Linked DNA regions of Dromaius novaehollandiae: region 1 is linked to region 2. A link is a contact called in public Hi-C data. All regions are on one chromosome and are shown on one strand. The core of a region is the stretch at or near the end of the contact, and the rest is flanking DNA. Distances in the headings are between cores, read along the strand shown.

Region 1 (4,847 bases), core at 2,327-4,826, 90 kb before region 2:
GATATAGGAACCCAAAAGAGACAGGCTGTAGTCAGTCTTTAGGGCCTGAAAGCATGCCATTTAATTTCAAGCACTTAAATGAAGGGGCCTAATTTATACACCTTGTAATTTGTCTACAGTTTAGGGAGAAAGAAAAACATCTTCAGAGGATGATTCAGTCCTCCTAAGATCTGATTTGCTTTCTGGCCATCTTTCCCTGCAGACTGTGGACTTGGTCTGGAGAAACTAGTCAAGATTCCTAGCCCAAGTTGCTGCCTAAAGTAAGATAAAGCCAAGCTGTATTTTCCATGAAAGTTTCTGACAGGTTAGATTCAGGAGTCTTCCTGTTCCACTTACACTGGTACTAATGTCTAAGGCCATGACTCCACATTCAGTTGACAATACAAATTTGTTCTGGATCAGATCTGAGAACACAGTCTATATCTTTTGTGTATATAGAGAAATCATAATTATTCTGTCTTCACATAGACTTCAGGAAGACAAAACGTGTCTCCTTTGACCTAATATTAAAGCGATGCAGACAACACCACCTAAGATATGTAAAGACTGTTAAACAAACTTAACCCCACCATTTTTTTCATATATTTGAACCGCAGAATGAGCTAATACAGATTTAGCAGTTTACCTTCTCAACTGTCACATTTTTGATCCAAGAGTGTCTCAGAGAATCTAGGAATATGTCTCTGCAGGCATTGTATACGGTACCTCAGCACCGATCTCTGAGTTTGGTTTTCTGCTTCCGGGTGCTGGGTTAGGCATTGCAGTTCAAAAGTTATAAAATTCTAAGTTTCTATTGGATCTAGATCAAGGTGATAAAATTGAGATCCCTGGTAATTCATCTAATACCCTTCAAATGCATTTTTGGAATTGGAAGTATTTTATATGACCTTGATACAAAATCCTGGCAAACCAGATGGCAATCGGTTAATTTGGAGAGGATTTTCAAAAAGAATAATATGATGAAGAAAAACAAGGAATAACATTGAGAGAAATACTCCCGATAGAAAAGAGAGAAATAACCATCCATTTTCTTAGCTGAGCTGTAGCATACATTTTCCATATTCAGTTTCTTTGTGAAAGGAATCTACAAAGAGGACCTGGGTAATGTTCTGACAGTTGTTAGCCACTGAGCAGGATACTGCTGGCATTCAACCACCTTGAGCTCTGAAGAAATCTGACACTCAGCAATTAGATGAGTGGCAAATCCCTGAAGTATCTGCTTTCTCATAATAATATATGGACAACAATGAGACAGTGTGTCCAAATAAAAGTGGGGAGCAGTCTGAAATATTGAATAATTCCCCTAAGAAATAATAACGAGGAACTATTCAACTAATATCCTCTTTCTGGCTCACAAGGATATTAGAAGGCAGTAATCATACTGTGCTAGGCTGGATTAAACTTTGTTGGAACTAGTTTATTTAACTGTAAACCTTCATTTAAAACAGTAGTGAGCAAAAGTTAAGCTTATTTTCACCCAAGCAAAAGGCAAATGCAAGAGATCTTAGGGATGTCAATACTCTGATTAAAGATCCCTCATCTAGGTATGGTTTTTAGGAAGGCACAGTGGGGAAATAGCTTGGAGGAAAATACAGAAGCAGTACATGGAAACATACTGGAAAAAGAGCTTGATAGTCTGAAGAGCACCGGTATGTGACCACAGGGGAAGTCCAGAGAGTGGGATTACATGTCACAGCACAGGCTAAAACAGTTTTTGGTGCTAAAAACAGCAAAACTCTTAAGGTATCTGAGTTCTCCTATATCCACGAAGGCAGAGCCTTGCAAATTTGCTTAAGGAAACAGAGTTGCTACAAGGATATTTGACTTCATTACCAATTTGTCCTCCTCGCTGAAACAGTTCAAAATATTTTCTAAATTGGGTCAACGTACCCTTAACTTACATTATAAAGTTCACAGATAACAGTCTATTATTTCCTTTTCTAAGACAGCAGTAACTGCAGCTTCTCACTCACTAAGAGCAGCACCCAGACATGGACACAGACCTGCGCGTGGAGAAAACGCTTGAGCTAACTGTAGGCTCAGACAAGGATCTCGCTAGCCCTACGGATCCACAAGCCAAAGCGTTGTTTCCTCATCAGTGTTTCAGGGGGTTGGGCTTTTTTTTAAAAAAAAACTTCACATATGGTACTTACGGGCTCGTGGCAACTGCCTGGTGAAAGGAGATTTCGAAACAGGGCAGCAAAACATCTTTCCTGCGTTGCCAAGGGAAAGGCCCATGTGTCCAGCGAGGAAGGAAAATCTTTGACGTTTGGGAAGAACTAAAAATGACGCTCCTGAAGCAGAAACGACGTTCACCCGCCAGAGAAACCTTTGGTGAGGTTCCCGGAGGCGATTCCTGCCCCGCTCCCTCTCTCAGTGCCTGCAGGAAAGCCCACGGCCGGCCAGCCGAGGAGAGCTGCTAGGGTGGGGTGCCGCCCGCCTCCCCCCCCGGCCCAATGGTCACCCCAACCGCTGCCGGCTCCGCGCCTGCCGGCCTCGCCGCCTGCCTCCGCGCCCGCACAAACCCTTCCGTGCAGGAACTTTTGGGTTGGGAGCAAGGAGTCGATGTGCTGGAAAAGGTGGAGCTGATAGAAGAAAGATACTCAGGCTGAGGGTACATAAGAGAGGACCAGGAGATGAAAGTCAAGCGTTCAGGTCCATCAGGAGGACCAATGTGTTTCAGAGAACTGGGCAATTTATTTAGGTAATTAAATATGAAGTTGGAAAATCAGCTTTGCCTTAGTTTGTGTTTTAGGAAACAGATGTGTAATATGGGTATAATACAATCTGTATAAAACAGGCTGATGTTTGTTAAACATGTGGGTGAAGTCAGATATTGTTAAGAACAAAACATATTATTATATATATAATTAATCACAATACGTACTCTGAGAGATCAGAGTTCTTTAATAATTTGTATTGTAAAAATAAAATTCCATTAGAGGTACCAGGCCAGGAGTCAGTATCTGAGCTCTTCACAACTTTTAATGCCCTAAAATTCTCCAGTGGCATTAAGAGATACAGTTCTCCTCCTCTGTAGGAACATAGCATGTACAGTGGGGTTCATCTTACTTGGCTTTAGATGCCTGCAGTACTGAAGTTGGCATCTGAGCTAGAGGTCTGGGCTTCTCTTATACTTAATGGAAATAAGCACTTGTAAGGTATGATTCATCTGAGATATTTTTACATGCCTACTTCAGAATGAGGTGAATTTCTCCCTCAAATCTCCTTTTTCTCTCCATGAACTGTAGAGTGGATCTAGATGTCTGTCTAGCTCAGATGTAGATTAGTGTAGGAGACTCTGTTTGGTGAGATGAATCCTATCCTGAGAGACTAACCAGAAAATTTAAACTGGCTTGCTGTCTTCCAGAGGAGCATTTGAATCACACAAACGTCCCTATTCTTAAACAGGGAAGTGCTGTATAATTTTATATCTCTATGCCTTGTCCTTTCCTCACTTATGTTTCTAGGCAAATTCTCTTATGTTTTTAGAGACTGGGCTACCATCAGAGTAACCTGTGCGGTGCGCTGTGAGTGGACACAGCCTTTCTGTGCCTGTGCTGAAATCTGATACAACCTCGAACTTCTGATATACTGGCCACGCAAGAGTGTGTTTGCTGAGCGCCCAGCCCAGTTTGCTACCGTGCCGTGTAGGAGCCTTGTTAGCTCTGGCATGGTGCTACGCTAACTGCACTCACATGTCTCGGTCAGCTCAAAAGATTGGCAGGGTGATCTGGGGCCTATCTAAAATACACCAAGTAGACAGAGCTGCAGAAAGTTTATAACCCTTTCATCTGCTTTTTTACAGCTGCACAGTCTGCTTGTCATCTGATTAGGATTATGATTGTGTGATGGCATAGATCATGGCATATAAATAAAATAGAAAATACCTAATGATGTCTTGGAATGGGTAAATCTATAGATTTTTTTCTTCTATGTGATCTACTTGAGTAAACAACTCTAAAGAAAAGAATGTCCAGTCTTCTAGATAGTGAGAGCCAAAATTTGATGTTACACCAGTGTGAGTTAACAAGTAACTCAACAACAGCTATTTTAAACTTGCAATCAGAGTCACTGAGATTAAAGGATGGCCTTTACTGAGCAAAAGATATGATGTACTACAGTCAGCAGGGTGTACTAATGCTGACATTCCCCAGTGGGATGCCCATTACAAGAATACTGAGTCAGTCCCTCCGGGAAATTCAAGTGAGAACTTCACCTCATAGAGTCTGTATCATATAGTGATCTGAATCTGTGATCATTGTATCCATAATATTCTTCCCTCTTTTTCTTAGCTTTATCACCTGCTGTGAAAACAGCTGTATGACATATTCTCTTAACTGCTGCATTATGTGCTGGGAACAGGGAACTCACAGCATTCTTATCCTCTGTCTCACACAGGCATCATTTTACTTGTGGAAGCAGCATCTTTAATCAGTTTTAGTTAGGGTTTATCTCTTCTGTCATCTCCAGAATGAAAATTTCTTCATAACTTTTTCATCTTGTGAAATGATGTAGTTATGGCAATACCACTTTATAGTGCTGACCTATGCATTTGATGAAGATAATTACAATGTTTTAAGCAAGCATAACAATTTATAGACTACTTGTCCATGCATCAGAGTGAAGTTGACCACTGTCCTTCTGCAAGTGATTTACAATGTAAATTAAAAGATTATATTTTTTTGATTTTTCATTCCCTTATAAAGCTGAAACTGAAGAAGGACTCTCAAGTTTTTGAGGGCACTTTCTAATTACTGAGCTGAAGAACAGCTCTTATAAATGGCCATAGATAGGCAGCCTTGGTTTTCTAAACTATGTACGTGCAGTAGTGAAAGAACAGGTGC
Region 2 (4,763 bases), core at 1,372-3,871:
GTATTAAAACTGGAAGTAGTATCACCTGAAGGCTGTATTCAAGGAGAGGGAGAAGCTGATGGGATAACTAAACAGGAAAGCTCCATAGTGGCAATCAGCAAGAGATTTTTGTCACAAGACAGAGTTTTTAGTAGAAAGATTCAATTGTGATAGGTTAAAATGTACAGAAAATCACACTCACTTAATCTGCACACTGGGACAGAGAGCCGGCCTGCCCAGAGGCACTTCTTAGTGTTCTGCCTAACCATTCCTATTTTACAAGTAGCACTGTATATATAATTTGTTTTACTGTGGTGCTTTGAAGCCTGAGGCTTACTTTACTAAGAGCTGGACAGACACGTAGTCTCCGTGAAAAAGAAAAGGCATGCTGAGGGTGAACATGCTGAGGGACGCTAAGGTGAACTTTGCCCGTCAGTCCCTCTGTTATACTCACAGTTATAATGTTAATGAGACAGGGTGAGCTGGAGGAGGAATGGTCCTGTGGGAGGCCCATTTCACAGGAGCCTGGTACCACGAAAGCCATACTATGCAACAACTTCTGTCCTCACAGAATCTTACAAATCTTTCATAACCAGCATTGGCCGCACCAACTTTTAGAGGCCATATCTGCTTTTGCTGTCCCGTTTGAACAAGATAAAATGTGAAAGTCTTTAAGAGCAGAGAATATCCCTTGGTTCTAACCTCTTTCTAGTACTCATCTACCATATGTACTTTAGATTTTTTTTGCATATACTTTAATACATTAGCTCTAATCCATCCACGACAACATACATGAAAGTTAACAATCTCTGTTAGGGGCTAACTATTAGGCCAAGTTTGCACAGAGAGGAAGAAGTAACAGAAATGCATGACTTTTCAAGAATAATTAGACATGAAAAATATAGAAAAGAGAAAGTGCAACACAGGAGTATACAAAGTGTAGGCAGCTAGGAGGGGTAAACAGAGCGAGCAGCAGTCACCAAAGGGCTTGACTGTTGATGTTGGCTCTCCCAGATTTGTGCAAGTCAGTTGCAGAAAAAATCCGGATGTTACAGAAAAGCTATATAAGATGGTAATGACAGCCCTTTGCCAGAGGGAGTTGAAAGAAATCTGGTTGTTTTAGTAGAAGGTGCTTCTATAGACATAGTGGCCTAAGTGTTTTGCACATTTTCCTATAGTATGCTATGATAAAGCTGAGAACATTTTGAAAGGTAGGGATAGTATCTTCTATTTCTTACCGTTGGGCCAGTATTCCCCTTTTCCACATTTACCCACCTCAGCCACTATTTCTGTGCCATCACGGTCTCTTTCAGTGCTGTCCTTCTCTATCCTCCACTGCTCATCCTCTCTTGTTAACATTAACCAGCTGTCTTTTTTTATTTTCCTTATCTTCTTCCACGACTCTAATTGGCCATGCTGACTTTAATCAAGGCTGTTTGCACACACGGCTTCGGGAAGGCAGTCTAGCAGCCTGCTACGTTCCTCCAGACTGGTGAGGGAAAAATGACTTGCCTGCACCTCCCTGTGGCCAGTCCGCTGTGCCGTACGGGGAAGCGATAAGCTCGCAAGCTCTATGCAGGATGCGCTCTGCACGCGGAAGGGAGTTTGGGCCAGCCTCTTTCCTACATCCACAAAACGGCACGGCCAACCCCTTTTTTGATCTATGGTCTTTTGCACAGTAGCAGAAAAGCCCAGTAGATGACAAATGCAATGTGCCACCTTTGGCACCTGTCTGCCCCCCACCCTGGGAATGTAAAAGCAGATGTCTCCCTGCAACTCCTTGATGAGGCTCCGGAATAAGGAGAAGAGCTGGAAGCTCCAGGCTCCCCTTGGAGACCTTCGGTGGTGAATGGTGGGATAAGGAGTCTGTGGCTGGCACATGGAGAATAAGGGGGTCTGTGTGGAGCGGCAATGACAGCTTGGCTAGAAGTGGGCATCTAAAGGTGATACTGCAGCTGCAATGATTGAGTTAGTTCTCTCAGCACAGGCATCCTCCTGTTTTCTAGTCACACTTTCAGGAGCTCGCAGCATTAGCTTTGTCACCAGTTTGGCTGTAGCTAAATCAGTTATTGGCCCTTTTATACCCTGCCCCCCCCCCCAATCCTCTGTAAAGCAGGATTAGCATAAAGTGGTACTCAGTTATTCTCTATTCTGCCTAGTCCCAGCCTTCAGTCTTCTTCAGGAAACTGTAGGGACAAAAAAAGAAATCTTTAGAAGCAACTGTAAATGTTTTATTTGATCAGCAGAGCCCCTTTCTCCCAGTGTAATGGGGGAGGAGCTCTGTGTAACCTCAGTTCTTCTTTGAGCTCTTGGTGGACCTCAGAGACGAGGTTTCAAATTGTGAAATTTTTAGAGATGCTAATCTCTGAACAATTTGTCTTATACTCTTCTTTACATCCATTTTGTTGACAGCATATTTTGCTTCTATTTAAAAGCACTGGAAAGCTCCCATTGATTTTAATGGTTCAGAAACAGGCTTGTGGTGAGGACCACTGAGCCTAGTCCTGCAGGAGAACAGCAGAAATAGCCTGAAAGCCTGCTAAAATGGGAGGAGGAGGGAGCCTCCTTCATATGCCTGAGACATTGTTTGTGGACTACATGATGCGATGTGGCAGAAAGGCTTTATTGGAGCTTGTTAAGGGTGAGCTGTGCCACTGCTTTGTGTGTAATTTGATCATTTCCAGCATGATCCTTGAGACTGCTGAGAGTGTTTTACCACACTGCACAATATGTCAGTAAATACACACCCGCTATCTAATGTAAGTATCGTCTGTATGAATACATCTGTATTATGTACAGTCATGTTTTTATGTAAGACTTCAATGAAGTGATGAAGATTTTAAATTGGTTCTCGCTTTTCTTGCTGTAGCTTCAAATTATTCTTTGCAACCAAAGCAACAGTGTTCCCAGTGCACTGAAGCATTTCGCATTTTCCTCAAAGGCAGAGTTGGGGATTCATTCTGCACTTTCTAAGCAGTGCCCTGTGAAATCTGGTTTTAGTTAAGCCCTCTTTTTGAAGTATACGGCCATAATTAGATCTGCTTAGAGGAGACTGCAGGACTGTGACCCCAGAGCTTTTCTCCACAAAGTTTACTTTCAGACTTGGTGTAAAATTGTCTCCCCGGCGCCTCCCCCGGCACGGCACCCCCAGCAAGGAATGCACTGGCGAGGTCCTCAGTGGTCTGTGATAACACATTCCTCCCAGCTTTAGTCATCCTGGCACCGAGATGCTCTTGGCTGCTCTTCTGGTGATGTAATTTTGGGCCCGCATCACCTGCAAAGGAAACCGATCTGCAAGCAATAAAGCAGATAGCTGTCTTGAAACAAAAAATGAGAGTGTTGATGTTAGCAGGTTTTAAAAACTTCTTTTTTTTTTCCATTTCTGCTTTTATTAGCAAAGCTTCCCTTCTCCCTTTTCCCACGAGACGGCAGCACCAAGCCTTTCTTTGGGAAGTGCTTGCATTTGTTTCCCTTTTTTTAATGTTCTCAAGCAAATGTAGAGGCTGGAGTATGATATAGGTTAGAGATTTTGTGTGCGTTACCTTTCCAGTCTGCATTTTCTCTTGATTTTTATTGAGACTGTAAAATAAAAGCTCGCAGAAGGAGAAAAAGGCACAGTAGCCATCAGTCAATAACTTGTTTAGAGAATAATCTAGCCACAACTGCGAAGCACTCAGGGCCAATAAATCTGTGATTTACCAGTTTAAAGACAAATTCTGTGGTGAGAATATGAGAGATATTGGGGTGAAGTGTACAGTGCAAACATATAGCACAGACTTTGTCCTGTGATTATATAATTTGCTGTGATTCCCTTAAAGTCTGGACACTAAGTTACTTTACAAAAACATTTTCCCTGTTTTTTTGCTCCAAGACTTCTCAGCCATATTTGTACCTTTAGGTCTTTTCATTTGCTGTTCATTTCTCTGTCCTGGTTTCCAAACTGTGACCCAAAAAAAGGAAAAGCCAGCCCAGTGGGACTGTGGGAATTCACTGTTGCCTGCAGTAGTTACTCATCCTACCACACATTACCAGCCATAAGAAAGCACTGAGTCATTCTCTGTCTACTTTTCAGTATTGGCATTTCTGAACTTTTAATCTTTCAACGTAGAAGACAAGAGCAACAGATTATAAAAATTAAACAGTTTTTATTCTTTTCTTTTAGGCTGACATGCTATCTATACAGCTTGGAAACACTGTTTTTTTCTTTGTCAATGTAATGTATTCTTAGGATCACAGATCACAAATTCTGTGGTAGTCTATTAAAAGAAATAAATGAAAAAACCTGGCAATGACAAATACCATTTCTGAACAGTTCAGTAAATCTGCAGGTCATCCATTTTACAGGTCCTGTTTTACAGTTCTAGCTGACTGCAAGGCAGTGACTGTTCCCTGTAACTTGCTCCAAGTTTATGTTTTAGCTAATGATTCTGGTCCCAAGTTCCAACAAAACTGCTCCAGAGGTAATTTAAAAATGAGAGAACAAACAGCCACATCTAACTGTGGAGAAACATTATGAAAGTACTGTAAATCTTACACAATGTGATGCTAGCCATGAGCTGGGACTAATCCAAATCCATCTCTTCACGCTTGGATAGTCTTCAAAACTGTCCAGCCTTTCAGTCACTTCTGGGATTATATAAAATGGCATCATGTGTTGTTTCAGCTAGTCTTCCAAAATTATTTCTAAGTAGGCATCAGATATACAGCCCTTGAGAGAGAATTATTATACAGAAATGTATGTAGTTCATTATTCCTAGCAAGTTTGCTTGCTAGAATCATCAATT

The links. A called contact is a pair of places that touch in the nucleus more often than the background predicts.
Region 1: a Hi-C map of brain shows a contact between it and region 2, with 5 times the contacts expected there. The contact joins two enhancer-like sites. A contact is called at or near these places in 2 of 4 Hi-C or Micro-C datasets (brain and ovary).

Annotation. Positions count from the first base shown.
Region 1 is chr3:35,434,785-35,439,631 of bDroNov1.hap1, reverse strand. No RefSeq gene overlaps it. Among named protein-coding and RNA genes, the nearest start is that of SENP6, 12 kb to the left of the region's middle. Within about 2 kb of position 3,576, at least 2 of the 2 cell types and tissues checked have open chromatin away from gene starts, as enhancers often do.
Region 2 is chr3:35,344,004-35,348,766 of bDroNov1.hap1, reverse strand. The region is part of intron 5 of FILIP1 (filamin A interacting protein 1); the gene reads left to right. Among named protein-coding and RNA genes, the nearest start is that of TMEM30A, 52 kb to the right of the region's middle. Within about 2 kb of position 2,621, at least 2 of the 2 cell types and tissues checked have open chromatin away from gene starts, as enhancers often do.